Linked DNA regions of Mus musculus: regions 1, 2, 3, 4, 5 and 6 are each linked to region 7. The links are chromatin contacts, called in public HiCAR-type and promoter capture Hi-C maps. All regions are on one chromosome and are shown on one strand. Each heading gives the region's core, a stretch centred on a gene start, on an enhancer-like site or on the middle of the called end of the contact. The rest is flanking DNA. Distances are from core to core; before and after follow the strand shown. Region 1 holds the start of Set (SET nuclear oncogene). Region 2 holds the start of Wdr34 (WD repeat domain 34). Region 3 holds the start of Kyat1 (kynurenine aminotransferase 1). Region 4 holds the start of Coq4 (coenzyme Q4). Region 5 holds the start of Gle1 (GLE1 RNA export mediator (yeast)). Region 6 holds the start of Odf2 (outer dense fiber of sperm tails 2). Region 7 holds the start of Pomt1 (protein-O-mannosyltransferase 1).

Region 1 (3,767 bases), core at 325-2,824, 2.2 Mb before region 7:
GACACTGTAGCCCAGGCTAGCCTCTGCCTCAGCCTAAGTCCTTGTTTTGTTTGTGGAATTTCTTTGCTACTGTGTGCCAGGACCTCACAGGGCTATCAGGAATCATTCCTGGTGAAGGCATCACCTGAGTTTTAGCAAATGTTAGTCACAGTTTATAGCTCTCCTTTTTGTCAGACCGTTCCCTCTTTAAGAAGCCTGTCCACAGTTGCCTGTGTTGGAGGTCTCTAGGCTTGGGAGCTGTGTGGGTTAGAGGTCCTTAGAGGTTGTCGCCAGATTTAAGCTTACCAATTGCAACAGATGAGTGCAATTAATTCACCGACTTGAGCATAAGGTGCACCACCAGGAAGGCCTAGCTGAATTTCCTGGAGTTGAGATGGAAACTTGGAGGAGCACATTTGTATTCTCTCACCATGGACTGTATATATATATATATATATATATATATATATATATATATATATATATATATATATATATGATGTATTTTACATTTATTGTCTACCCACCATGAATGACTTGACTTAAAGCCACATTGCTTTATGTATAAGAGCTGATAATAAAACGGGAATACTGAGAGTATGGATAGTTCAAGCTCTAGTGGTAGAGGAACCAGGTAGAGAGCTTTCTGGATTTCCAGGACCACGTGTTGGGATCCAGGTAGACAGAGAACTATCTTTTCAAGTCCTGAAAAACAGTGTTTAACCATTAAATCCCTCCGACATAGTGCTTAAGGACTTTTTAATAATCTAAAGCTGTTTTTGTTTGTTTGTTTGTTTGTTTTACTGTTTTAGCCTTTGACTTTTAAACATTTCCCCATTTGTCATCACCAAAAATGTGCTTCCCTCACCACTGAGATCAGGACACCTGTACGAAGTTGAGCAGAAGGACCTGTGGCAGAAAGGTCCTTCCTACAGTCAGAGAACTTTCCTGTGGTTCTTTTGAGTGTGAATATGTAACAGATTTTTAAAAATTCAGAACCGAGGGCAGAGGCTTGAATTGGCCCATGCATAAACCCGGTCCCGCGTGTAAACTGGATAGAGGAACTGCTTGCGTGTGGCTCTGCACAGCAGCCTAGAGTTTGAGTCCCCAGCTTCTCCATCTAGAAAAAAATGAAGGTGCCCGGGTGCAGAACTCAGGCGCCTGATTGTAGCCAGGGTACTCCTAAGGCCTGTACTTTTGAGGGGCTGCGCGCGCCCCCTCTCCAGAGCCCCCAGCCGCCCCGCTAAGGGAAGCCACTGAGCCACCACGTGATGGAGTATTGGGGAACGGAGGCCCCGCCTCTCAAGTCACCGCGCGGCGCGCAAATGTCCCGGGTCGGCTGGAGAAGGGGAGAGCGGGGGAGGGGAGCACCGCGCGGGGGCAGGACCATGCGTCGCTGAGCCGCTTCCTCCCGCCTCTCGTCCAGGCCCCAGTGTCCCCACCGCCGCCGCCGCCACCCGCCACGGCCCCGCCCCCTGCCCCGCGGCCGCGGCCAATCGCTGTACGGCGCGAGCCTCTCCGGCCGGGGGCGGGACTTGCGCAGGCCCGGCGCGCCTGCGCTCTGCGGCCTGCCCCTCGCCGGGAAGAGGAGGAGGTGGTGGTGGAGGAGGTGGAGGAGGAGGAGGAGGCGGCTCAGGGCAATCCAGAAGCGAGCCGGAGCGCGGGGCGCGAGTCGAGGAGCCCAGCCGAGCCGCCGCCGCCTCCCCGCCTTCAGCGAGAGCCCCGGCCGGGGGCTCGCCACAACGCGCCCGGGCCTGCCTCCGCGTCAGGCCCCGCGGGCAGTGCCAGGCAGCCAGGGGGAGGGCAGGCAAGTGAGCGCCGGGAGGAGGCGGCCGGAGCGAGCGGGCGCCGCGCGTGTGGCGTGAGGGGAAGCCGCTGGCCGCCCCCTTGGCCGTCCCTTCGCTCCCCCTCCCCGCTCCCCGCCCCGATCGCGGAGGGCACCATGTCTGCGCCGACGGCCAAAGCCAGTAAAAAGGAGCTCAACTCCAATCACGACGGGGCCGACGAGACCTCAGGTGAGGACCGGGCGCGGCGGGGGCCCGGCCGCGCCGCCATCTTTCGGCCCGGACCGCGGGGCTGCGGGGGGCGCGCGGGGGCCGGAGAGCCGGCGCCTTTTTTGTGTGCGGCCCGGGACCGGGGGGCCGGGGTGGCGCCGTGGCGGTGAGCGGTGCGGCCGAGGCGGGGGCGCTGCGGCCTGCGCGGCGGGCGGAGACCCCCCCTTCCCCCCGCCCGCGCTCTCCTCCCCCTCCCTCCCTCCCGAGAAGCCTCTCTTTATTGTGCTCCGCCATGATGCCTCGCTCCCATCAGCCGCCACCGCCGCCACATGGTGCGGCCGGACGCAGCCTTGCGGCCGGGCCTCTAGTGCCGCCCTGCTTCCCGCCCTGAGCCGGCGCTACCGCGGAACCGGGAACCGGGGTTTGGGGCGGGGTAGGGGCGCGGAGCCGGCGGGAGGATGCTCCAGGCTGCGCGGGTTGCGCACCCCACGTGGGGCAGCCACACTCGGGCGCGCCGGGGGTGCGAGGAATCTGGCCCCGAGGCCGTATGATGCAGGGGCTTCAGGGGCCTTTAGGACGCCTAGCCCTCGCCTGGAGGGTCGTTTCGAGCCCAGGACAGCTGCAGAGCCCGGGCTGGTTACCGGAAATGAGACGCGCGATCGGGCCCCTTCACGCCCACTTGGCTTTGTAAAAGCCTTCACAACCCTCGGACAAAAGGGCACGAAATAGGAGCACACCCCCTCTCCTTTTTATGGCTCCAAGTTTTTGAGTAGGGTTTTCCCACGAAGTGTCCTGAAATACTGCACGGCCGTATATGATGACCAATCTCATCAAGAATGGGTTGAAGGAGTAAGGTCAGGTTTACATTCTAAGTCTGAGAAGACGACTCCGGGAAGTTTGGTGACTAACTGGTCTTTGTCGGTGTATATTGATAATCATAACAAATTGAGAGCACTTTAAATTTTTTTAAAGCAGTTATAACAGTTGATAGTATCCTAATTTGTTTTATGGCCATGGACTAGTTTCCACACTAAGTGGCAGCTGGCACTGGCACCCTTTCTCTTACAATTGTATAATATTAGTAATAAACATGAAAAATTCTTGAATGAGGTGAAGCCTCTCATTCACCTTTAATAATGAAGGCCAATGATTGCACCTTTGTAACGAACGAAACTCTTTGAAAAGTAATCCAGGAGTGAAGCATTTTTCCGAGTAGCGGAGTAGATGCCTTAATTTGTGAATGGTAGGGTAATGAGAAAGTAATTCTCAACTGCGTGCTCGAACACGTGGGGAGCATGCTTTGTGGTGAGCTTCACTGTTGCAGTTCCCATCCTGGGATCAGGAAGAGGAGCTTGTAATTAGTGTTGAGTCTTATGTCCCCTTTCTTGTTTTGCAGAAAAAGAACAGCAAGAAGCAATTGAACATATTGATGAAGTACAAAATGAAATAGACAGGTAAAATATATTAATTCATGTTATGGAAAGTTCTCTTGTGGAACTGATTTGGCATCAGGTAACTACAGGAAGGTTTTGGTGAGCACACTCGTGTTTCAGTCTGGTTATAACTCCCGGGTTAATGTAATCTTTCCTCAGCCTTCCCAGGTGCGGGGGTACTGTAGGTAGGGTGCTCTTTCAGAGGTGCAGAATTAGAGTCTGGCTGCTGCTACCTGGGTTTTTTTGGTTTTTCAGAGACAGGGTTTCTCTATAGCCCTGGCTGTCCTGGAACTCACTCTGTAGACCAGGCTGGCCTCAAACTCAGAAATCCACCTGCCTCTGCCTCCCAAGTGCTGGGATT
Region 2 (3,370 bases), core at 599-3,098, 2.2 Mb before region 7:
TTTCTCTGTATAGCTCTAGCTGTCCTGGGACTCACTTTGTAGACCAGACTGGCCTCGAACTCAGAAATCTGCCTGCCTCTGCCTCCTGAGTGCTGGGAAAAATAAATAAATCTTTAAAAAAAAAAAAAAAGAAGTTTGACTGAACTAATGATTTCAGTCAGGAGTCTTCCAAACTCTATCTCCTCAGCAAGCAAGAGCTGTTTAGAGCACCCTGCTAGGCCAGGACACAAATCACGGGCTTGCTGCAAGGACACAGTGTACTCTAACATGGTCACGCTTCTTGCTTTCCACGGCAAGGGCTTCCACGTCCCAGGGCACGGAGAAGGGCCTGGAACACAGAGCAGATCAGGGCATAAGACCATAGGCCCACAAGGCTCAAGACAAGACTGCAGGCACCACTGGGGCTTGGGTTGGAGGCAGACTGGTCAACAGCAGTCTTCGTTTGTGAGTTCTTCAAGACTTTACTTGACCTGTCTCTACTTACCCATTTTGGCCTAACCTGGGACCACTCTCCCTTTTCCTCAAGGATTCTCCAGCCCCTTCCAACACCTCAAACAAATGTGCTGACCCCAGCTCCAGAGTCGGCCAGTGCTCACGCTTGATCTGGTCTTCTCAAATGCCACTCAACATCCATTTTTCCAACAGTTCCTCAGCCCTGCTCTGTCGGTAACATGACACACCGATGTGGCATTACAGTACATTGTCTACATACATGGCTTACTGTAATCCTTGCAACCACCGGGAAAGCAGCTATCTCCAGGTTCCCTGCTGATGAATCCCTAACACACCAGTTGGTCAGCATCAGGCCTCCGTTATCTCATTATTTGTATGTTTTTGGGTTACACTAGAAAACCATAGCAGGGCAGTGGTGAGAGAGGCCTTTAATTCCAGCAATCTCTGAGTTCAAGGCCAGCCTAGTTTCCAGAGCAAGTTTCAAGACATCCAGGGCACACAGTGAAACTCATGTCTCACAAAAACAAAAGCAAACAAACAAACAAAAGAACAACAACAAAGGAACATAGAAAACCGTTCAAGCTAGCCCTCAAGGTATCTGACCATTTCAAACACCAATAATGTCAAGTTGAAATGCCTAAAAACTGCTATTCACAAAAAAAAAAAAAAAAAAAAAAACTTCCAAAAATGGCTCAGCTGGTAAGGGCACTTAGCCAAGCATGACACCCTGAGTTGGATTCCCAGGCCCCTCGTGGTGCAAAGAAATAACAACCTTGTGTAAAGTTCTCCTCTGACCTCCACAGGCGCTGTGACACGTGCACGATCCACCATGTAAATTAACTACATGTCATTTAACGACAGCATGGGACCCCTAAGAGTTCTGTTGTCCTGGTTTGCTTTTGTTGTTGTTTGTTTTCGTTGGTTGGTTTCTTTCTCCTCAGAGACCGAAAAAAAGGCTAACGCGAAAGCATCTGTGAGTTTTTTCATTAAAACATGAAAACACGCGGACCAGTGGTGGCGCACGCCTTTCGTCCCAGCACTTGGGAGGCAGAGGCAGGCGGATCTCTGAGTTCCAGGACAGCTAGGGATGGATACTCAGAGAAACCCTGTCTCGAAAAAACAAAAACAAAAAAGCCGTGAAAACACAACGCTGCGCCAGGCCTTCCCGCCCGCGCTGCCATAGCGGGCCCGCGCCCTCACCGTCTCCCCGCGGATCCCCTGGACGCTCCTCCACTGCGAGGGCACGGACGCCACGCCCAGGGTCTCATCCTGAAGAGGCGCAGGCCGCCCTCGCCGTTCGGCGCCGCCAGCCCCGCCAGCAGCCAGGGCAGCAGCTCCAGCGCTTCCAACGCGCCGAAAAGGCCTGGGCGACGCGCACATTGCCATGGCGACGGTCCCGCCCTCTCGCGCCTGCGCCCTGGAACGTGACCTTAGCGGGTTCGCCCCCCACAAACGGAAGTCCGACGAGAGGAAGTGAAGCTGTGGGCGCCGTTTTTGAACTGGTTACAGCATCGTCTTTAAGGCCCAGAAGAAAAATAATGAAAATGTTTATCAGCCAATACAACAAAACCGCAGCGATTTGGGATTGCCCTATGCCCAGAGGCCATTTGGGGGTCCGGAACAGCTCTTCGTGGTATAAGGAAAAGAGCGGAAGTGAGGCGTGGGCTCCAGGTTCAAAGATGGCGCTGAGCGGCCGGGCGCAGAGGCAGGACCGCCGCAGGCCTAGTGGGCCATGCTGGTCCGGAGAACCGGCCGGGCTGGAAGCAGCCGACTACTCCAGAACTGTACTTTGCGCCATTTGAGTTGGCATCATTTCCAATGAATGGAATGAAATAGATCATACACAGATCGAACGTGGGATTGAATGGATGGGAGGCCTAATAATAAATTTACATAAACAATAAAATAAAATGCTTGTTAAATTAAAATTCGAGACTAACCACAGGAGAAGTTGATCTCAATGATAGATGGCCCCAGGTTCAGTCCTCAACACACACGAAATGTTAACTACAAGTTAGTGCGTGCCTATAGTGTGTCAAGCCAAGCACCCAAAGGCTTATGTTTGTTTGGGTTTTTTTGTTTGTTTCTTTTGTTTTTCGAGACAGGGTTTGTCGGTATAGCCCTGGCTGTCCTGGAACTCACTTTGTAGATCAGGCTGGCCTTGAACTCAGAAATCCGCCTGCCTCTGCCTCCCGAGTGCTGGGATTAATTAAACGCGTGCGCCACCACTGCCGGCAGAGGCTTAGAAATGAGTGTTTATCTTATTAAATCCTTAGCCTTCCGTGTGCTTGCTTGTTAGTTAGCTGGTTTGCTTTTTGAAGTGCTGGGGTTGAACCCCGGGCTTTCTGCATGCCAGCTCCTATGTTCTACCAATGAACTACCCCTATAGCTCAATTGTTATTACTCCTGTGCCTCTTACAGTCAGATATGGAATCGTCCAAAGTCACCCAGTAAGATCTTACAGGTGGCTTGCCTGATCCCCCAAACCAAGCCTGGAGCCTCTAGACAACCATCTGCTAGTTTAGGCCTCTGGGTCTATTTCCTCTTTTCTGAGACTAGGAAGCCTGCCGTGGTCCTGTTCTCAGTGCACCACCCAGGGACAGGATGCCCCTCAGCAGAGCAGCCAAGGCCAGGAAGGCCGATTAGATTAGCAGCACTGGGAGGGATAATAAAAAGCCATAGAAAAGTCTTCCTAACAAGGACTGCTTTGCAAACATCACCAAGGATTCCAAAAATCATACTCAGAGCTCAAAGATTAAGAACACTGGCTGCTTGCTTTTCCAAGACACTCAGGTTCACTTCCCAGGACCCTCGTGGCAGCTAATAACTGTCTGCAAGTCCAGTTCCAGGGAGATTTGACACTCTTTCCGGCCTCTGAAAGCCCTAGACATGCACTTGACGTGCAGTCACACATGCA
Region 3 (3,514 bases), core at 590-3,089, 2.0 Mb before region 7:
AGGTCCAAGAGAGCCGGCCCTGCTCTAACAGTGTGCTCTTTGCTAACCCCTTAGGACCTGAAGGGAGGCTGGGCAGGCATGCTACACACTTCTCTGTCACAATCTTGGAGAATTCCCCCTCTAACTTCACCCAGTCTGGTTCCTTGTACTATACAAAAGTTTTCAACACGGGCTGGTGAAATGGCTCAGCGGGTAAGAGCACTGGCTGCTCTTTCGAAGGTCCTGAGTTCAAATCCCAGCAACCACATGGTGGCTCAACCACCCATAATGAGATCTGATGCCCCCTTCTGATGCATCTGAAGACAGCTACAGTGTACTTTTTATAATAATAAATAAATCTTTGGGCTGGAGCGAGCAGAGGTCCTAAATTCAATTCCAACAACCACAAGAAGATTCACAACCATCTGTACAGCTACATAAAATAAATAAAATAAATCTTAAAAAAAAAAGTTTTCAGGGCTGGAGAGATGGCTCAGCGGTTAAGAGCACTGACTGCTCTTCCAAAGGTCGTGAATTCAAATCCCAGCAACCATATGGTGGCTCACAACCATCTGTAATGCAATCTGATGCCTTCTTCTGAAGACAGCTACAGTGTACTTAGATATAATAATAAATAAATCTTAAAAAAAAAAGTTTTCAGCACAGGAACTGACTGCCAGGTTGTCTGTTGCTCTCACAGAAACATAGGGTGGAAACAGTGTCCTGTTGGCTGTGAGACCCTGAGCTCCCTACTAGGTCGACTACACAGGAGATCCAAAAATTAGTGCTAAGGCTCCCAGGAAGCAGAGGGAGAGACCTGGTGTCTTCAAACCCTCCTGCGGGTGGGAGGGGAGTGAACATCTGTGGGAATCCTTTTCCAAACTCTGTGCCTCACCCATTGGTAAACAGAACTGGTGTGTATAAAACGGTGAACCCACCAGCGGGGCCACCTGGTGTCTACCATTGTGGTCACATTTGTTCATAGATGATACTCCAGGTCTATGGAGGACTGTAAGCCTTGGAGTCCACCTACGCGGGACAGCCCTGTTCTCTTTCGTTCACCCTCTCTTTCAGCCTCTTTCAGCCCCATTTTTCCTGCAGGTCATGTGGCATGTCTGTGATATGCCTGGTAGAACATGGGTTTTGCACATCTGACCATAGCAGGCTTCAGTAGGACTGAAGGCTATTCTTTCTGTCCCATTAACTTAAAAAATATTATTATTATTATTATTATTATTATTATTATTTTAACCTAAGTTATCTTGGAAGTTGTCCCACATTAGTACATGAATCCAATTGCCGTGCAGCCCGGGAACCGACAGAACCCAGAAGGACCCACAGAGACTATTGGCGCTAGCTCTGCAGGCAATTCTCCGTTAGCGCAGTCTGCATCTTCTTGGCCAGGACTACCTTGGGAGAGTGGACGTGGGTGCAGAGAGAACTAGTCTAACTGGTTCTGTGACTGAGTGTAGAGCTGCCAAGACCGCGTGTGCAAGTTTTTCTCAGGGGATAGATCCTTCTTTCAGAGAAGCTACACATCACATACAAACAGGAGCACATGGATCAAAGAGCTACAGCACTCGCAAACCTTAGCTAACTTCAACACACGATCTAGATGAAACCCCGCACGGCAACCAGGAACTGACCTGCTTCAGCAAACAATAGCGCTGCTCTGTCCAATAACCCGCGACCCCAAACGTATTCCCAAGGTTGCAGAAGTCTGTTCCTTTAAAGAGGCCGAGCCCTAGATGGGCTACTTCCGCCCAGATGCAGCTTAGCTCAAGAGAACTGTCAGAAGCAGTGCGAAGCTCTGTGTGCCCTTTAAAGACTGGGCGACAGCCTAGGATCCCCAAGCATTTGCGCTCGGTGACATCACTTCCGGGGCGGAGACCTAAGAAGCGGTACAAACAAAACAAGGAGCCAAAGACCCACGGCGCGACTGGCTGTGGGTAGCCAGACCCAGGACTAGGGCTGCCTGCGTGGCGGCCGAGAACAGCGGGCCTTGGTGAGTGGGTCGAGTATGGAAAGGGACGCGCTGTCACCTCCCTGAATCCAATGACGCGGGCCCGACCTCCGCTCGCACCTCTCACCCGAGTTTCCGCCGCGGTCCCTGCAGATCCACGCCCCTCCGCGCACGTGCACCTTCCCAGAGGTTCCACCCGGGCTCCCCTAGTACTTGGTGCCGAACTCTTTCCTTGAACCCCTCCCTCTTTCTGATCTGCGGGACTATTCCCTGGTCTTTGGAATCTCAGGCTGGAAAAGACCGATTCTCCTATTGGTTTAGCCCGTCGCATGTATGCATTGGGCAGGAGTGACAGATCTAGGGAGGTGAGGTTGGAAGAGCTGGAGGTCAGCAATGACGCGTCCAGGCTGAAGGAACACAGCTTGGGAAGCCAGGGGACAATGAAATTGGAAGCTAAATTGAGAAGGAAAGAATGGAGGACCTGAAAGTTTCAAAGACCTTCTGCCTTGGAAAGGTGGCAGCAAAACCTTCAACCCCTGCTGACTGTTCTGCTCTCTGGAGCACACAGACTAGCAGACAGCGCAGGAGGAAGGGCAGGAGGTCTGCTTCTTGTGCTGGGGACGGAGGATAAGGAGGATAAGAGTATGTTCCGAGGCTTGGGACAGTGGAAGTGACCTGGCCACACAGTTGGTGAAGGTTAGGTTCCCCTGTGGCAGTCCAGGGGAAGCAGGGACTGGAGGCTAGTGTTGTGAGGAGATACTGGGGTGGCTTGACTCCCTGCTTTCCCAGTTCCATAGCTTGTTTGGGTTTTGGGTGTTGACTCTGGACCTTCTTGTCTCCCAGGGTCTGTAGAGGACAAGGCAGGAGACCAAGAGACGTTTGTGACCCACCACCTCCCCAGTGGTTTTCGTCTGCTGAGGACACCTGCTACAGAGCAGTTTCGTTACACTTCAGTGGCCTTTGTAGAGAGTGGGGGCTTCTGGGATTGCCCTGTGAATCAGGAATCCGGGCAGGTGGCTGGGTTTTTGACTTGCTGCTTGAAGGAGCTTCAAGGGAGGAAGCAAAAATGATTGCAGGTTTTGTGGGGGGACCGCAGAGGAACCTAGGTGGGATACATATACTAACCTCTTTGCCATCCCTGGGCTCTTTCACCTGCCCTGTCTTTATGGTTGGCCTTGGACTGGGACTTATGTTGGGAAATGTGTCCTTGGCCTCCTCAGCACTGCAGTCTGAGAGGAGACAGACATCAGGAATAGAAGCTGAGGGTTGAGCATTGTTAGGACAGCCCCATGGTAGTCCAGAGGAGAAGGTACCCACATGGACGATGTTGCCTGAGGTACACTTCCGGAAGTGGGATCCTGGAGGAGCAGGCGAGCCTGCAGCCTCAGTTCTGGCTCTTTAACCATGAACAAGTAGTGGCTCAGTTTCAGCCAGGTGTCTGGATCCCGGCTGAGGAGACAGTGCAGAGGTGGCCTGGACAGCGTCTGCACCTTTCTGGCTCTAGGTGCTTTACTGCTAGACACCCGTGTTGGCTTCTGTGTTCTTGTATTGACCTCCTGGCACAAATTGACC
Region 4 (3,855 bases), core at 603-3,102, 2.4 Mb before region 7:
GATCCTGGGACCCATGGTGGCCTGAGAGAAGTGATTCCCAAAAGATGCCCTCCGACTTTCACACCCAGGCCTTGGTGTGCACACATACATACAAATAATACGTTTTTGTTTTTGTTTTTTTTTAATAAGGGACCTACCTCACAGAACTGGGGTGAGGACAAAGATAACATGATGTCTAATACAGAGCAGGTATTAATAACACAGGTCTACCAGAAGTTCTCAGCTTCCCTAGAGAGTCCTAGAATAGCTAAGAGTCAGCAAAGTGTAGTTCACAAGTCAAATCATCAAGTCTACTTTGTTTTGAGACTGGGTCTCACTGTGTTGCCCAGGTTGGCCAGGGACTCCTAAATTTAAATGATCCTTTCAGTCTCCCATAGAAGACAAAGGCTGCTGGACACCGGTGTTTATAACTGCTCTCAAAATAGCTGTTTTGTACTCCAGCCTTTTTTTTTTTTTTTTCCTTCGAGACAGGGTTTCTCTGTATAGCCCTGGCTGTCCTGGAACTCACTTTGTAGACCAGACTGGCCTCAAACTCAGAAATCCGCCTGCCTCTGCCTCCCAAGAGCTGGGATTAAAGGCGTGCACCACAACCATGTGGCTGCACTCCAGTCTTGACTAAAATACAAGAAGGTTCTCTCCTTTCCTACAGTCTAGAGATGCTTTGCATTACAATAGCAAAGAGGAGCAGAGCCAAGGAAAACACAAGGCTGTAGGCAGAAGCTGTTTAAAATCTTCCCTCTCTAGGGAAGTTTGCCAAACCCTGGGCTAGAAATCTAACTCAGGCCAGGGATTTCCTCTAACATCACGGCCAGGGTCCTGTCTGACTCTGCCTTACCAAGTCTGTGGGTGGTGAGGGAGGGTACATTGGTGGCTCTGAGAGTCAACTTCTTCTCTTCACTGCCTTCCACAGGGCCTAGCAAGAAGCGAACACGCTGATCAGGAGCAGGAGGCTGCTGGGCATTGAGACCTAAGCACAAAAGAACACAGTCAGTACTTTTCCAACCCGCAAGAGAAGGGGTAGAGAGATGGTAGCATAGAAGATGGATTTGTGTATCGTAGAAAACGTACTATGACTCCTTCAGAAGCCAGGTATCATTAATTCCAGCACTGGGGAGGCAAGAGGCGGGCCTATCTCTGAATTCAAGGCCTGACTGATCTACAGAGTTATTTCCAGGGCAGCCAGGGGTATACAGAGAAACCATTCTCTAAAAAGTGAAGAACAAACAAACAAAACAAAAATCCTAGGTTGGAAGTGTAGCTCAATTCATGGAGTGTTTGCACAATACGCAAGACGCCCCGGGTTCCATCCCCAGCACCCTAATGGGAGGTGGTACTACACAGATGTAGTCTAAGACCTTGGGTAGTGAAGGCAGGACAGTCAAAAGTTCAAGGTTATCTTCATCTTACATAGCAAATTTGAGGCTACATGACAGTTTTTAAGAAAATAAAAGAAAGGAAAAAAAGGCAAAGAAAAAAATTGGTGTTTGAGGGTCGGGGTGGTGGTCACGCTTGTGATCCCAGCATCTGGCAGGTGGAGTCAGGAGAGTCAGAATTCTCAGTGCCTCACTGATTTCAAGGTCGGATTAATTAGAAAAGACCCTGTCTCAAAAGGCAAAAAAAAAAAAAAAAAAAAAAAAAGTTCAAATTCTAACTCTGTAACAGAAACCGCGAAAAAAAACCCAACACTATAGAATGAATTTCTCTAAAGGAAAATAGCGGAGAGTGGGTAGTAACGAAATGTGTACAAGAGAAAAAAAACAAACAAACAAGAAACAGCTACAACCCGGCAAACGAACCACGTGACCTCACTCCACATCAGAAAGAACTAAAGCAAAACCGTGGGTCCGCGTCGGAGTTCTCACCTTTAAGCAGTTGCAACTCCACGGTCTCACGCAAGTGCAGCCACTTCAGCCCCGGAGGTTTATAGACAGCGAAGAGCCCCTGCAGCCGAGCTAGGCCAGAAGAACCCATGGCTGGAACTCAGCGGTTCAACATCATCCAGAAGCGGGGATGCGGGCGGAAGTGCTGCGTGGTCCTTTCCCAAATGTGGTCCCTACTGTAGGTAGCCGCCTTGTTTCCTTGGCAGGAAGAGGTTCTTTTCTTATTGCCCTCCGGGGGGGAAATAAGAGATGGAGAAGAAAATAGGGCCGGATATCGAGCAACCGAATTCTCGGTTATGTTATTTTTGAATTCTTTTCAGGAGTTTTTTGTTTGTTTGTTTCTCATATATCCCAGGCTGCCCTCAAACTTGCTAAGTTGCCGAGAATTCATTACTTTTCTGTCTCCACTTTTCCAAGATCTGGAGTGACGAGTAATTCACATCAGGCTTGGTTTTTGAGACAAGGTCTCTAGTACTGCCTTCGTACTTAAGAAATAGCCAAGAAGGATCTCGAACTGATCCTACGGCCTCCAGGTTTCAAATGCTGGGTTGACAGGCCTACGTTATAAATAACGCCTGGCTCACAGCAGTTGTTTTACTTCAGTGGCAAACAGATCTTGTGGCTTTCCTTCTCATGCTCCTGTCCATATTACAACATCTCCGATCAAAAAGCCACAGTGAGTGCAGTGTCCCAGGAGTCTTTTGACTTCTCGGGCCTCCGTAGTACCTGCGGAGCCCCGCCTAACCACGCGGACGTCCGCTGCCATGGCGACCCTGCTGCTGCTTCGCTCCCTGCGCCTCCACCGCAGTCTTCGGCCCCGTACGCGGCCAGCTGTAGGTGAGCAGCTCTGATTCCAGTGTCCGCGGCGACCAGAGGGACCGGACTCCTCTCACCTTTACCTCTTTTCTGCTCGCAGATGTACCCCTCAGGGCCGGGAGCCATGGCGCCCGCCTGCTGTACCCGGACCACATCCCAACCACCCCGCTGCAAAAGATGCTGCTGGCTGCGGGCGCGGCGGGAATGGCTCTCTACAACCCCTATCGCCACGGTAAGACGGTTTACTCTTCGGTCTCGAAAGCTGGGACCGGTGAAGACTTGGTTTGTGGGCATCCAAACCTGGCTGCGCCTATCATATTTCCCAGGATCGTTTATGATAATCAGGTGCCTGATTCTAGCTAGAACTGTTTTGGGTCTTCTGGGCACAGGGAGGAGAGGAAGAAAGAAACGTGAAGTCTACAAGTCTGCCTTTTTGTAATTCTTGGAAGAGTGTCACCCTAGCATATTAATCTCTGGGCTGAATGACCAGGTACACACCAAATTACAGCATTCTCACTGGGTAGTAAGTAAACTTGGTAAGGGCCATGATCTTCAGGATTTTCTTTGCTGAAACAGTTCAAGATCAGCTTCTTTTTGTTTGTTTGGCTTTGGTTTTTTCAAGACAGGGTTTCTCTGTGTAGCCCTGGCTGTCCTGGAACTCATTCTGTAAACCAGGCTGACCTCGAACTCAGAAATCCGCCTGCCTCTGCCTCCCAAGTGCTGGGATTAAAGGCATGCGCCACCACTGCCTGGCAAGATCAGCTTCTTTTTCCATACATACCCAGTCTTTGCTCAAAGAAAGAAAAGATGGGAGGAAGTAAAAGAAGAGACATGTGGCATGGTTTATATAGGATCTGGTGACTGTACCTGCACTCAACTCTAGCGCCATTTTTTAAAAATTGTTTTGTTGAGGCAAGGTCTCTTATAGACTGGGCTGTCCCCTAACTCCATAGATAGCCAAGGATGACTTTGAATTCCTGATCACCCTGCCTCCCTACCTCCTGAATGCTGGGACTACAGGTGTGTGCTACCCTCATACCCAGTTTATATGATGCTGGGAACCAAACTCAGGGCTTTGGGTGTGCTAAGCAAGCACTGTGTCAGCCTAGTTACTGCCATTCATCACCATTTAATCTCAAGGCCGGTGGAAACAAGACAC
Region 5 (3,422 bases), core at 895-3,394, 2.3 Mb before region 7:
TATATGTGATGGAATACCAGATCTGGATATGGCTTAAGAACAGGAGGTCTAGATACTTTCGGGAGCATCCCCAAAAACATATAAAATCTCCTGGGAATTGAGGTGGGAGAGCCCACACTCACTGCACCAGCAGTGATCCTGTGTCCCCAAGCCTAGCAGATGTTGGCTCCCTCTTTCCACCCAGCACCCCTGGAATCTTCCCATCCCTTCTTCAGTCTTGACTGGTCCTGGGGAACATTCTGGGTGTGGTGCTGGCTGCCCATACCCAGACTACAGCAACCACTGGTCCATTTTCATCAACAAAAGCCATGGACCCAGTTCAATCTGTAGCAGTTTTAGACACATCAGACTCAGCTCCATAGATAAGACTCAGTCCTAGCCAAAGCTCCAGTACTCTGCCACCTTCATAGATCCAACATCAGCTCAAGCTCTCTCAAAAGATGCTGCTTTGAAGATCCATGTAGAATAAAACACTTGCATCCCAGGACCAGTTCTGGAACTGGCAAGCCGGGCATGGTGGCACACGCCTGTAATCCCAGCACTCGGGAGGCAGAGGCAGGCGGATTTCTGAGTTCGAGGCCAGCCTGGTCTACAGAGTGAGGTATGCACCACCACATCCTGGCCACAAAAAAAAAAAGTTGAATTTGGCCTATTGTTTGAGAGGGTTAGAGTTCGTAATTGTGGACTACATAGTACAGAGTTCACATCTGGATCCACACTGGGAGGCATCGGAGGAGCACCAGGAATCACAAGTCCTTTGAAACCCCCAAGCCTACACTAACGAACACCTCCACTAGTAAAGACACAATTTTTCCCAAGCAGTTTCAACACCTGGAGACCAGATAGTCAAATCATGAGCCTATGGCGGCCATTCTCATTCAGGTAACTATAGCATCTCAGCCACTCTCACCCAAGTCCAAAATTCCAGAGATTGGCGCTGGAGAGAGTTCACTGGTTAACTACTGGTTGTGCGAGGGGAAGCATCCATCCAGGACACAGAGGAAAGAACCTTGACTTTATCAAGGTGGGCTGGAGAAATGCAGCTAAGGTGCTGACCACATTTGTGGTCACATCCACCAGCAACAGTCCAGCTCCTTTGACATTCGATTCCTCTGGTCTTAGAAGGCACCTACGGTAATCACATGCACATTTTCATACATGTTGAAAATAAATATACCTTTTCCTGAGAGCCAGGGTCCTACCATATAGCTCTGGGTGGCTCAGAACTCATGTAGACCAGCCTTGTCTTCAACTCAGATCCCCTGCCTCTGCCTCTCATGTGCCAAGACTGAAGGCATGCACCACCATGCCTTGGCTCCTACACAATTTCTCAATAAAAAAAAAAAAAAGTTGTCAAATGTAGACCACCACATGCATGTGTGGGTATGTAATTTCGATTCTATTTTCTGAACTAGTGTAAGCTGTGCACCACAGTGTTGAGCTGTAGAACTGTTTGGATTGGGGTCCATTCCTGGGAAGTTTTTTTCCTAGCTAGGCCTTTTCCTGGCTGTCCTGGAACTTACTCTGTAGACCAGGCTGGCCTGGAACTCAAGAGATCTGCTTGCCTCTGCCTCCTGAGTGCTGGGATTTAAGTTATGTAACGCTTCACCCAGATCATTCTTGGGGGACTCTTGTATTAACGTTTGTAAAATATTTTATTAGAAGTCCAAAGATTTTTTTTTTAGTAAAAAAAGTATGTATGTATGTATGTATGTATGTATGTATGTATGTATGTATGATGTGCGTGCGTAGAGTAAAAGTCCACAAAGAGGGCAATGGAACCGTCTGAGTTGGAGTTTCTGTTGTGAGCTATCATGGGGTGTTGGAAAATGAACCAGGCTCCACCACAAGGACAGTAAGGACTGTTAACGCCCGAACAGAAAAAATACTGCTTGTTCTCTTGAGGTTCTTATCCACCTCAAACCGCTGTCACGGACTCATGAGCAGTAGATGGGTCAAAAACCGCAGAGCATCACCCTGGCAATTGTGACTGCGAGAAATTACATTGAGATTCAGATCCACGTAGGCTCGCTAGTTTAGCCTCAATCCCGCATTCTTGCTCTGGCCAGGGGGCGGCGCTCACTAGTGGGCGGGGCGCTGCTGACGGACAGGTTCTGCGACCGTTACGGAGAGGCTGCGCCGGATGTGGGGCGGACACCCCGGAAGCGGAAGGCGGCGCCACCTCGGCGGCGGATTCGAGGGTTTGTTGTCAGTCGTGTCAGCTGGTGACATGCCATGCCGTCCGATGGTCGCTGCTGGGAAACTCTGAGGGCGCTCCGCAACACCAGCAAAGGCCGCCTGCGCTACGACCGCGAGTGGCTGCTGCGCTACGAGGTGAGCGGCGGCCCGCGGCCCGCGTTTAGCAGGCTCCCTAGTGACCGCGGTGGAGGACCGGGAGTGGGAACGGGACGGGACGGGCTGCGATCCTTTTTTTTTTTATCTTCTGTATTAACTTATTTGCTTGGGCCTTCAGCTGTTAAGCATCACATGTAATAATGTCTTATACTTACCAATGGACATACAAATAGGGTTAACCGTGCCGGGCATAGTGGCGCACGCCTTTAATCCCAGCACTTGGGAGGCAGAGGCAGGCAGATTTCTGAGTTCGAGACCAGCCTGGTCTACAGAGTGAGTTCCAGGACAGCCAGGGATGCCCAGAGAAACCCTGCCTCGAAAAACCAAAAAGAGAAAACAACAACAAGAAGAACAAAAACAAATAAATAGGCTTAACCTTCTTCTCTTTAGGATGTTTTGGAAGAATGCATGTCTCTTCCCAAACTGTCTTCTTACTCTGGATGGGTGGTAGATCACATCCTACCCAACACCTCAGGCCACACGCAAGAGAGTGCTCCTTCTTCTGATAATTCACCATCCTCTGGATCTGCATCTGGCTTGTACCAATCCTCACTACTAAAATCTCCTGTCAGAAGTAGCCCACAATCCCCGTCACCCTCATCACCAAATGGAACCCAGGTAAGGCTTAATTTGCTTAAGACAAAAGACTTGTTGGCTGCAAGGTTGAAATGTTTAGTCACATGACAGTGACTTGGGGGAGACGATTTGTTTCCCATATCATCGTATCATCCACTGTTGGTATGCGTGTATGCGCATGTGTGTGGAGGCCAGAAATCAACTTTAGGTCTTGAGTCTCAGAGGCCTCATCTTGGGTTGTGAGGCAAGTGTCCCTCATTGGCCTGGAGCTCATCAATTAGGATTAACTGGCCAGTAGTCCCAGAAATCATCCTGTCTCTTCTTCTCTAGTGCTGGAACTCTTTTTTTTTTTTTTTTTAAGATTTATTTATTTATTATATGTAAGTACACTGTAGCTGTCCTCAGACACTCCAGAAGAGGGAGTCAGATCTCATTATGGATGGTTGTGAGCCACCATGTGGTTGCTGGGATTTGAACTCCTGACCTTCGGA
Region 6 (3,534 bases), core at 228-2,727, 2.3 Mb before region 7:
GAAGAAGAAGAAGAAGAAGAAGAAGAAGAAGAAGAAGAAGAAGAGGAGAAGAAGAAGGAAGAAGAAAGAAAGAAGAAGAAGAAGAAGAAGAAGAAGAAGAAGAAGAAGAAGAAGAAGAAGGAAGAAGAAAGAAGAAGAAGAAGAAGAAGAAGAAGAAGAAGAAGAAGAAGAAGAAGAAGAAGGAAGAAGAAAGAAGAAGGAAGAAGAAAGAAGAAGAAGAAGAAGAAGAAGAAGAAGAAGAAGAAGAAGAAGAAGAAGAAGGAAGAAGAAGGAGAAGGAGAAGGAGAAGGAGAAGGAGAAGGAGAAGGAGAAGGAGAAGGAGAAGGAGAAGGAGAAGGAGAAGGAGAAGGAGAAGAAGAAGAAGAAGAAGAAGAAAGGCTCGGCTTGCTGGTGTACTCCTATAACCCCAGCAAGCAGCAGAGATAGGCAGATTTCTGCTCAAACGCAGCAAGTTCCAGGCCAGCCAGGGTTGCACGCACAAAATGAACCGTCAAGGGTTGACGAACAAATATGACATGGTAAGACTGCCCTGCCGGCTGTGGAGGTGGGAAGGTAGTTCACGCTCCAGGGAGGAGCTGGTGGGAGCACAACTACTGTGTTGGAGTTAAGGTGTCAAGGAAATGAGGTCTACCCAGCCCGGAGGTTGTTAAAGTCTCCCAGAATCCAGGGCGGGAACGTGAGCCTCGTGACAGTCCCCCACGATTGGCTAACAGGGAAGCATAGTTGAGAAGATGGCGGCTCAGCAGAGAGAACCTCAGCAGAGCAGGTCCGTATAGAAGCGGCGTACGGTGTGCGGGAGGGCGGCAGGGGCGTGGGGAGTGCGGCCTCTTCCTTCGGTTTGGGGCGTGTGGGAGAGGGGTACAGTTTGTGGAGTGTGCACAAGTTGTCTGCACTGAGCGGCCGAGGCATAGGAATGGCTTTCCAGAAGCCCCAGCCTGTCGCTTGTACAGACGCCCTCTGCGTCCAGCTTCCTCCTGTGTTTCGAGGGGAGCGCGTTAGGGTTCAGGATTCAGGAGGACCAGGGCAAAATGGCGGAGGGGACTCGGTGGCCTGAACGGTGGGGCAAGACCAGGCCGGCTGGCGCGGGAGGCGTCGCGTGTCTCCCTGACGACGGGGCGGTGGACAGGCCTCGTGACCCAGAAGTGGGCGGAGCGTCCCCGTGTGGGGCGGGGCATCTCTGTGACGCTGGGGGCTGGGCCTAAATGGCGAAACCCGAGAGGCTCCGGGGGGGGTTTGAACTGGCCAATGGGCGAGCTGCCGACCGGTTGTCGGAAAAGGAGGCGGAAGCGGGGAGGAGCCGCCGCGGGAGCCGGACTGCATCCGCCGCGGCGTCTCCATGGCACGACCCTGGCCTCCGACTTCAACGACTTCATAAGGAGACGGTTCTGGGCGCAGCCGTGCCGCTCTTGGTGAGAGGCCACGCGGCGGGGCAGGGCGTAGAGTGCCGCGGGTTCAAGCCCCGCGCTCCCGGGGCTGGCTCGACCGGGCACCGTCCCCGAGTCTAGGCGCGCTCCTTCCTGCGTCCGAACCCGGCCCGCCCCGCTCCTCGTTGGGCGCGGGCCCTTCCTCCTCCCGCTAACGGGCGGGCCGGCCGCCTCCGTCCTCTCCGGGCCATCGGCAGCGCTCTTTCCCTCCTCTGCTGTCCTCGGGCAGGGCTGCGCCCTTCTATGGGCAGAACCCCGTCCCCTCTTGCCCGCTGGTGGGTGGCCGTGCGCCCCATCCTCCCCGGAGGCCACCCCTGCTCTCTGCGGACTGGGCCGCAGCAGTTACATGCGCTCGGGGTGGGCAGGCCTCCGGGGACCCTCCAGACCAGCTCCAGGGATGTGGGTGATCCAGGAGCGGTCTGGCTCTCCATGCCGCCCCGCCTAGGCCGCCGCTCCACCCCTTCCATCTATTGGTTCTCCCTGGTAGCTATTCTGCCGGGAACGCCCCTTCACCTAGGAGACAGTTGCCCAGGCACTGTCCCGAAGATCCCTCCAGCTCCCTGTGCGGGTTCCCGCCCCTGGGGGGCCCACTTGGGGCCTAGCAGTTCTCACCTTCTTCGCACTCCAGGCAGCCCTCAGGTTTAAACCCTAGTAGCCGTCGGCCCGCTATTCTTCCCGGGTGGGGTCTGGGCATGCTGGTCGTTGTCCTCCTTTCAGTGACGTGGCCCCTCACTGTCCTGCCGCGCCCTCCACCTGCCTCCTGGCGGCGCACTCGGCACCCCGCAGGTCGCTCAGCCTCTCCTGTCTCCCTCCCTCCCCACTTTGGCAGGACAGTTGCTGTGCGACTTGGACAGTAGAGGAGCGCCTCCCAAGTTTTCATCCAACTGCCACCCCCAAAGCTTCCACCCTCCTCCCCTCAGAGAGAGGACGTTTGATGCCCGGCCCCTGAGATTCTCATTGGCCAGCCCCTCTGGGTCCCCCTGAGCAGAGCCTGCCGACCCAATTGCCCATCTTTGCGGCTTTGATGCTTAACCATGTCTGCCTCATCCTCAGGCGGCTCCCCCAGGTACAGCCAATGTGGGGGGCGCCTTTGCAGTAGGGCAGGGAAAGGTGGTCAGGGCTCCCCAGGCCAGGCTCAATGGAAACTTTTTTTTAGTTTCCCAGGTACTGAAAGTCTGGACCCAAAACACTTGAAAGTGACTTTGAAAGGGGAGGAGTAAAGACTCCCCTCCCCCGCCTACAGCTTACTAGTAGCAAACAAGATCACTCTTAATGCTTTGAGTTCAGCTTGGCTTCAGACTCACTAGGTAGTCAAGGTTGTGCTTGAATTCCCGATTCTCCTTTCTCCACGTCCCATGTGGTGGCTTAAAAGCGTTTCCCACCATGGCACCTCTAAACTAGTGTTAAAGTGAGCAGAGATATTATAAGTAAGTAGAAGGGGGGAAAACTTGAGGTTCTACTTTGAACAGTCTTCTTCCGAGTGGCCGTCCGGCTCGCTCAGTAGTTGTTTGTGAGCCGAGCAGAGTGCAGACCATGGTGCTGTTGCTTTAGGTTTCAGTCTTCCCCCTGAAGAGCTGGTGAGGTCGGCAGAAGGCTATCTGGGAACTGTGAGGAGGCAGTGGGCTAGGTTAGCTTTAACCATTGCAGACCGTTCTCCCCCAGCCGGGACTCTGGCTGGACTGCTGGTCTGGAGCACAGTATTGGCTGTTTTGCACTTGTCGTATTGGGCTGCATATGTACAAGCAAGGCTCTGGTGTGGGCAGTGAGTGGACCACGTTGGGAAGTGGGGTCTTCGTATGCTTCAGCAAGGGTGTGAGCCTTCCTTTTACAAGCTGGTGTCCCAGTGACTTTGCTCCTGAGCTGCATGTTTTAGGTTAACCTGTCACTGAACGCTTCCCCAGAGGAGCTTGGGGACTGTAACCCTTGTTGAGACTGGTGCCTTGGCAGCTTTTTTTTGGGTCACCTGATTGGAGATGACAGGTAGGCTTTCAGCACAAGGTCACAATACATGTGATGCGATGGCAGGTTTAAAAGGCCAGCCATGCAGACAGCCTACACCTGGTATCACCCTCCTGCTGAGCACACCATGCGCGCCTTGTGCTCATCTACA
Region 7 (3,550 bases), core at 586-3,085:
CAAGCAATTTAGCAGGGACTAGGACACATGTCTTTCCTTCAGGGTCTCTGAGAAGGCTAAGCACGGAAGGGGTTGCAGATCATACAAATTAATATATATTCAAAGACATTAGTTGGTCTACATGGACATTTTTTTCTTTACACTGGGCCTCAGGAACCCCCTACCACAACAGGCAGCCTGTGGTTAAGGCACATCTCGAAAATGGGCAGCACCAAGAAGCCTTGTCCTCTCTGTGGGCCAACCCATGACCATCCTATCCTGTACTTCCTGCCTGATTGCTATCTGGGTTTCTATAGGAACAAGTGGAGGACTGCACTGTACTTCTGTGGAAGAAAAAATTAGATCTGGGGCAGGAAAGGTCAGGGGGATTCATATAGATAGGTTCAGGCTCAGTCATCACTGAGGCCTGGAACCTAGGTACAGGGCTGTCGGGACATTTTATTTATCAAATGTCATTTGTTAACACTAGTGAAGGGTGGTGTGGATTCAGAAGTCACTGGTGAGCATACAGTTGTAGGCCAGCCAGCATTACAAAAAAAAAAACAAAGTGCCAAAGGCAGTGCATGAGAAATCCCAGTCCCCCAGGCATAAGCCTCTTGCTACAGAACAGGCAAGGGTCTGGGTAGTAGCATCCACTAGCTTTTAAAGCCACATACATACCTCAGGTTTCCAGCAAGCAACACAATTTCCTCCTGAAGCTGAGTGCCCACGAGCTGTCCTGAAGCACCAGCATGACTTACATGATCAGACTAAACTTGGAACCCAAAGAGCTCGCTCTCCAATCTTCTGGCGCCCTTTCTTTGCAGGAACTTGGGTAGACTATGCTTAAACGATGAACAAACAATTCCGTGCACTCTTGACTAATGTATTTTATATGTATCTGTGGTAACTTGACTGCCTGGTGCCAGATTCTCTGGAATTGCGGTTCCAGATGATTCTGAGCTGTCATGTGGATGCTGGAAATGGAATCAAGGACCTCTTTTTTTGTTTTTGTTTGTTTTGTTTTCGAGACAGGGTTTCTCTGTATATCTGTAGACCAGGCTGGCCTCGAACTCAGAAATCCGCCTGCTCTACAGCGTGAGTTCCAGGACAGCCAGGGCTATACAGAGAAACCCTGTCTCGAAAAAAAAAAAGAAGAAGAAGAAGAAGAAAATCCCTAAGGACCTCTTTAAGAGCATCCAGTGCTCCTAACCACTGAGCGATCGCCCAGCCCCATTGCTACAATCTTAAACCGGATGTCACCCAATGCTAAGCTAACTTGTAAAAACTGAATTTTGGCAAAACATCTGGAGTCGGTTCGGGCTTGGCTTGCCATCTGAGCGTGATTGTAATACCCACCCACCTAAAAAGGCATGATTGTAATACCTGCGCTGGGGAAGCAAAGGCAGTAGTTCAAAGCCATCATCCTCTACATAGCGAGCCTGAGACCTTGGGGAGGAGGAGGGACAGACAGCTTGTAGGCATTCCAGTGTGGGAAGAGTTGAGAAAAAGCGATCCACCACTCACACAGCTCCAGGAGGTACAACGCACCCGAGGCTTCAAAGCTCTTACTCCTGCCCGTAAGCTAACGCGCTGCTTAACGAAACCGCTAAAGTAGACGCGAGGCCCGAAACGGAGAGCTCCGAGCACGTGAACAGCTTGTGGAAACACACTGTGCTTTATTAAAAAGGGGAAAGGGAGCCCTAAGGATAGGACAGTCAGTATGCCCAACTTTGATGGCCGGTGAGCACGCCGCGCATGCGCGCCACTACCTCGCGCTCCGGCTGCGCACGCGCGTCTCAGAGTCTGTCGGCCGCGTAGACACAACTAGTTGAGCGTCGATCCGTGGCCGCTGCAGAGTAATCGAGCGGCCTCGCCCCCAACGGTCGATCCTGCCTGGCGGTTCGCAGGCCTGGCTCCACATGGGGAGCCACTCTACGGGACTCGAAGAAACGCTCGTAGGTTTTGGAGTGCCAGATTTGAGAGCCCTCCTGGGGTCTGGGATCCGGCTTAGGGGCGGCGCGCTAGGGACGGTGGATGTTCGGATCCTGGCTGAGCAAGTCGTTTCCAGGGCGGCCTCTTGTAAAAGCCAGAGTGGGAAGAACTGTAGAGAAAGAACGGGCTCGGGGCACAAGCAACTCTAGGAGGAGAGGAATGCCTCCAGAAGAGGGAAAAGTCCATCCAGGTCACTGGGCTATGACAGTGCCCAGAGCTCCTCAGGGTCTTAGTTTTCAACCACATTGGGAAGGGACAGGAGAGGCCACTTCATTCATTAGCAGCCTTGTTCCTAGCAAGTGCCCAGCAGGTGTTTTTGGAATGACTTGTAGAAATGAGTATCCAGTTCTGAGATTCCTGAATTCACCCCTCAGATGTTTTTATGTATACCCTGTGCTTGAACACAACTGTAATTCTCCAACAGGTATGTTCTGGAAGAGTCCTTCTGGTTCTATTAACCCAACCCGCTATGCTGTAAATTCATCGTGACGCCAGGCGGCTTTAGGACCCTGTGGCCTCGTTTGTGCCTTCCCGGGCTGCTGTCCGTTTACTTTAATGGTAGTTCTTTCCCTCTTTTCCAGGGAGTCCTCCCGAGCTGGCTTTTCTGCAAAATGTTAAGATTTTTGAAACGGCCTCTAGTGGTGACTGTTGACATCAATTTGAACTTGGTAGCTCTGACTGGCCTGGGACTACTTACCCGACTATGGCAACTCTCCTACCCTCGGGCTGTGGTGTAAGTAGAGATCGGGGAGGAGAGTCAATGATCCAAGAGTCATTGTAATTAGTGACAGGAATCACCTTGCCGTACAGTGCAAAAGAGAGACATTCTGGGTTTCTTGGATCTCTTGGTGATGGATGTTTTAGCAGTGTATTGCTCAGGGTTCTCTAGAGTAACAACTTAAGAAGAACACTATGTTTGCATGTGTGTATATGTAAATAAATATAATATAGTATACATATATACATATGATTTATTGGAATGACGACTTACTGGCTGCAGTCCAGCTAATCCAACAATCGCTGACTGTGAATGGAAAAGTCCAGGACTCCAGTAGTTTTCTGCTCAGTCCACATGGCTGGGTGTCTCAGCTGGTCTTCAGTATACTCTGGCTTCCCAAAGAAGTGGGCTCTAGTGCCAAGGAAGGAATGGTCTTGCTAGCAAGGCGAGGGCAAGCAGGCTCAGAGGAAAACTTCCTACTTCTGTGTCTTTAAATAGATTTTCAGCAGGTGTGGTGCAAATTAAAGGTGTGTCTTCCCACCTCAAAATCTGGATTAAACTAGTGTTCCTTCCTGCCTTAAAGGTCCAGACGAGAAGTGGATCCATCCATTTTAAGCAAAAGATCTCTCATAGATGTACACTTAACTTCTGGATTGTAGATCATTCCAAATGTAGTCAAGGTGACAACCAGAAATAGTCATCGCAAGCAGTGTGGGTATGGCCCATTTGTCCCCCAGAACAACCACTAGAATACATACATTTTAGGGCTTACCTTATAGGACTATAGTAAGAAAGTTTTGGTCTGTCAGTTTCCAGCCTCACTTTTCCTTAGCCAGTTGAAAGGTGTCGGTTTGATGA

The links. Promoter capture Hi-C pulls out the DNA fragments that hold promoters and counts their contacts. HiCAR-type assays count read pairs that join an accessible place to other places. Capture Hi-C pulls out chosen DNA fragments and counts their contacts.
Region 1: a HiCAR-type map of astrocytes shows a contact between it and region 7, with 4 times the contacts expected there. The contact joins the promoter of Set here to the promoter of Pomt1 in region 7. A contact is called at or near these places in 1 of 39 promoter capture datasets (maxillary cranial neural crest), 2 of 115 datasets of contacts at active chromatin or transcription factors (astrocytes and embryonic forebrain) and 1 of 9 other capture datasets (liver).
Region 2: a contact with region 7 is called in a HiCAR-type map of astrocytes, with 5 times the contacts expected there. The contact joins the promoter of Wdr34 here to the promoter of Pomt1 in region 7. A contact is called at or near these places in 1 of 115 datasets of contacts at active chromatin or transcription factors (astrocytes) and 2 of 9 other capture datasets (liver and pancreatic islet).
Region 3: a promoter capture Hi-C map of liver shows a contact between it and region 7, with 2.9 times the contacts expected there. The contact joins the promoter of Kyat1 here to the promoter of Pomt1 in region 7. A contact is called at or near these places in 2 of 39 promoter capture datasets (hippocampal neurons and liver).
Region 4: a contact with region 7 is called in a promoter capture Hi-C map of adipose tissue, with 2.9 times the contacts expected there. The contact joins the promoter of Coq4 here to the promoter of Pomt1 in region 7. A contact is called at or near these places in 3 of 39 promoter capture datasets (liver and pre-B cells) and 1 of 9 other capture datasets (adipose tissue).
Region 5: a contact with region 7 is called in a promoter capture Hi-C map of adipose tissue, with 4 times the contacts expected there. The contact joins the promoter of Gle1 here to the promoter of Pomt1 in region 7. A contact is called at or near these places in 1 of 39 promoter capture datasets (the C10 cell line), 2 of 115 datasets of contacts at active chromatin or transcription factors (embryonic forebrain and stem cell-derived neural progenitor cells) and 1 of 9 other capture datasets (adipose tissue).
Region 6: a promoter capture Hi-C map of liver shows a contact between it and region 7, with 3 times the contacts expected there. The contact joins the promoter of Odf2 here to the promoter of Pomt1 in region 7. A contact is called at or near these places in 3 of 39 promoter capture datasets (cranial neural crest, frontonasal cranial neural crest and maxillary cranial neural crest), 1 of 115 datasets of contacts at active chromatin or transcription factors (astrocytes) and 1 of 9 other capture datasets (liver).

The regions. Positions count from the first base shown.
Region 1 is chr2:30,064,900-30,068,666 of GRCm38.p6, forward strand. It overlaps Set (SET nuclear oncogene), which reads left to right and starts at 1,575. Exons shown (of 8, transcript NM_001204875.1): 1 at 1,575-1,994; 2 at 3,370-3,427. The coding sequence starts at 1,922.
Region 2 is chr2:30,047,031-30,050,400 of GRCm38.p6, forward strand. It overlaps Wdr34 (WD repeat domain 34), which reads right to left and starts at 1,849. Exons shown (of 9, transcript NM_001008498.2): 1 at 1,654-1,849. The coding sequence starts at 1,839.
Region 3 is chr2:30,204,008-30,207,521 of GRCm38.p6, forward strand. Kyat1 (kynurenine aminotransferase 1) reads right to left here and starts at 1,840. Exons shown (of 13, transcript NM_001356474.1): 1 at 1,626-1,840. It overlaps Gm31201 (a long non-coding RNA gene), which reads left to right and starts at 1,842. Exons shown (of 2, transcript XR_374214.4): 1 at 1,842-1,984.
Region 4 is chr2:29,785,641-29,789,495 of GRCm38.p6, forward strand. It overlaps Coq4 (coenzyme Q4), which reads left to right and starts at 1,853. Exons shown (of 7, transcript NM_178693.5): 1 at 1,853-2,717; 2 at 2,797-2,928. The coding sequence starts at 2,645. Trub2 (TruB pseudouridine (psi) synthase family member 2) reads right to left here and starts at 2,031. Exons shown (of 8, transcript NM_145520.5): 1 at 1,863-2,031; 2 at 836-967. The coding sequence starts at 1,971.
Region 5 is chr2:29,933,265-29,936,686 of GRCm38.p6, forward strand. Gle1 (GLE1 RNA export mediator (yeast)) reads left to right here and starts at 2,145. Exons shown (of 16, transcript NM_028923.3): 1 at 2,145-2,334; 2 at 2,746-2,973. The coding sequence starts at 2,236.
Region 6 is chr2:29,888,513-29,892,046 of GRCm38.p6, forward strand. Odf2 (outer dense fiber of sperm tails 2) reads left to right here and starts at 1,478. Exons shown (of 21, transcript NM_001369060.1): 1 at 1,478-1,699; 2 at 2,254-2,490. The coding sequence starts at 2,459.
Region 7 is chr2:32,234,805-32,238,354 of GRCm38.p6, forward strand. Pomt1 (protein-O-mannosyltransferase 1) reads left to right here and starts at 1,836. Exons shown (of 20, transcript NM_145145.2): 1 at 1,836-1,937; 2 at 2,556-2,707. The coding sequence starts at 1,902.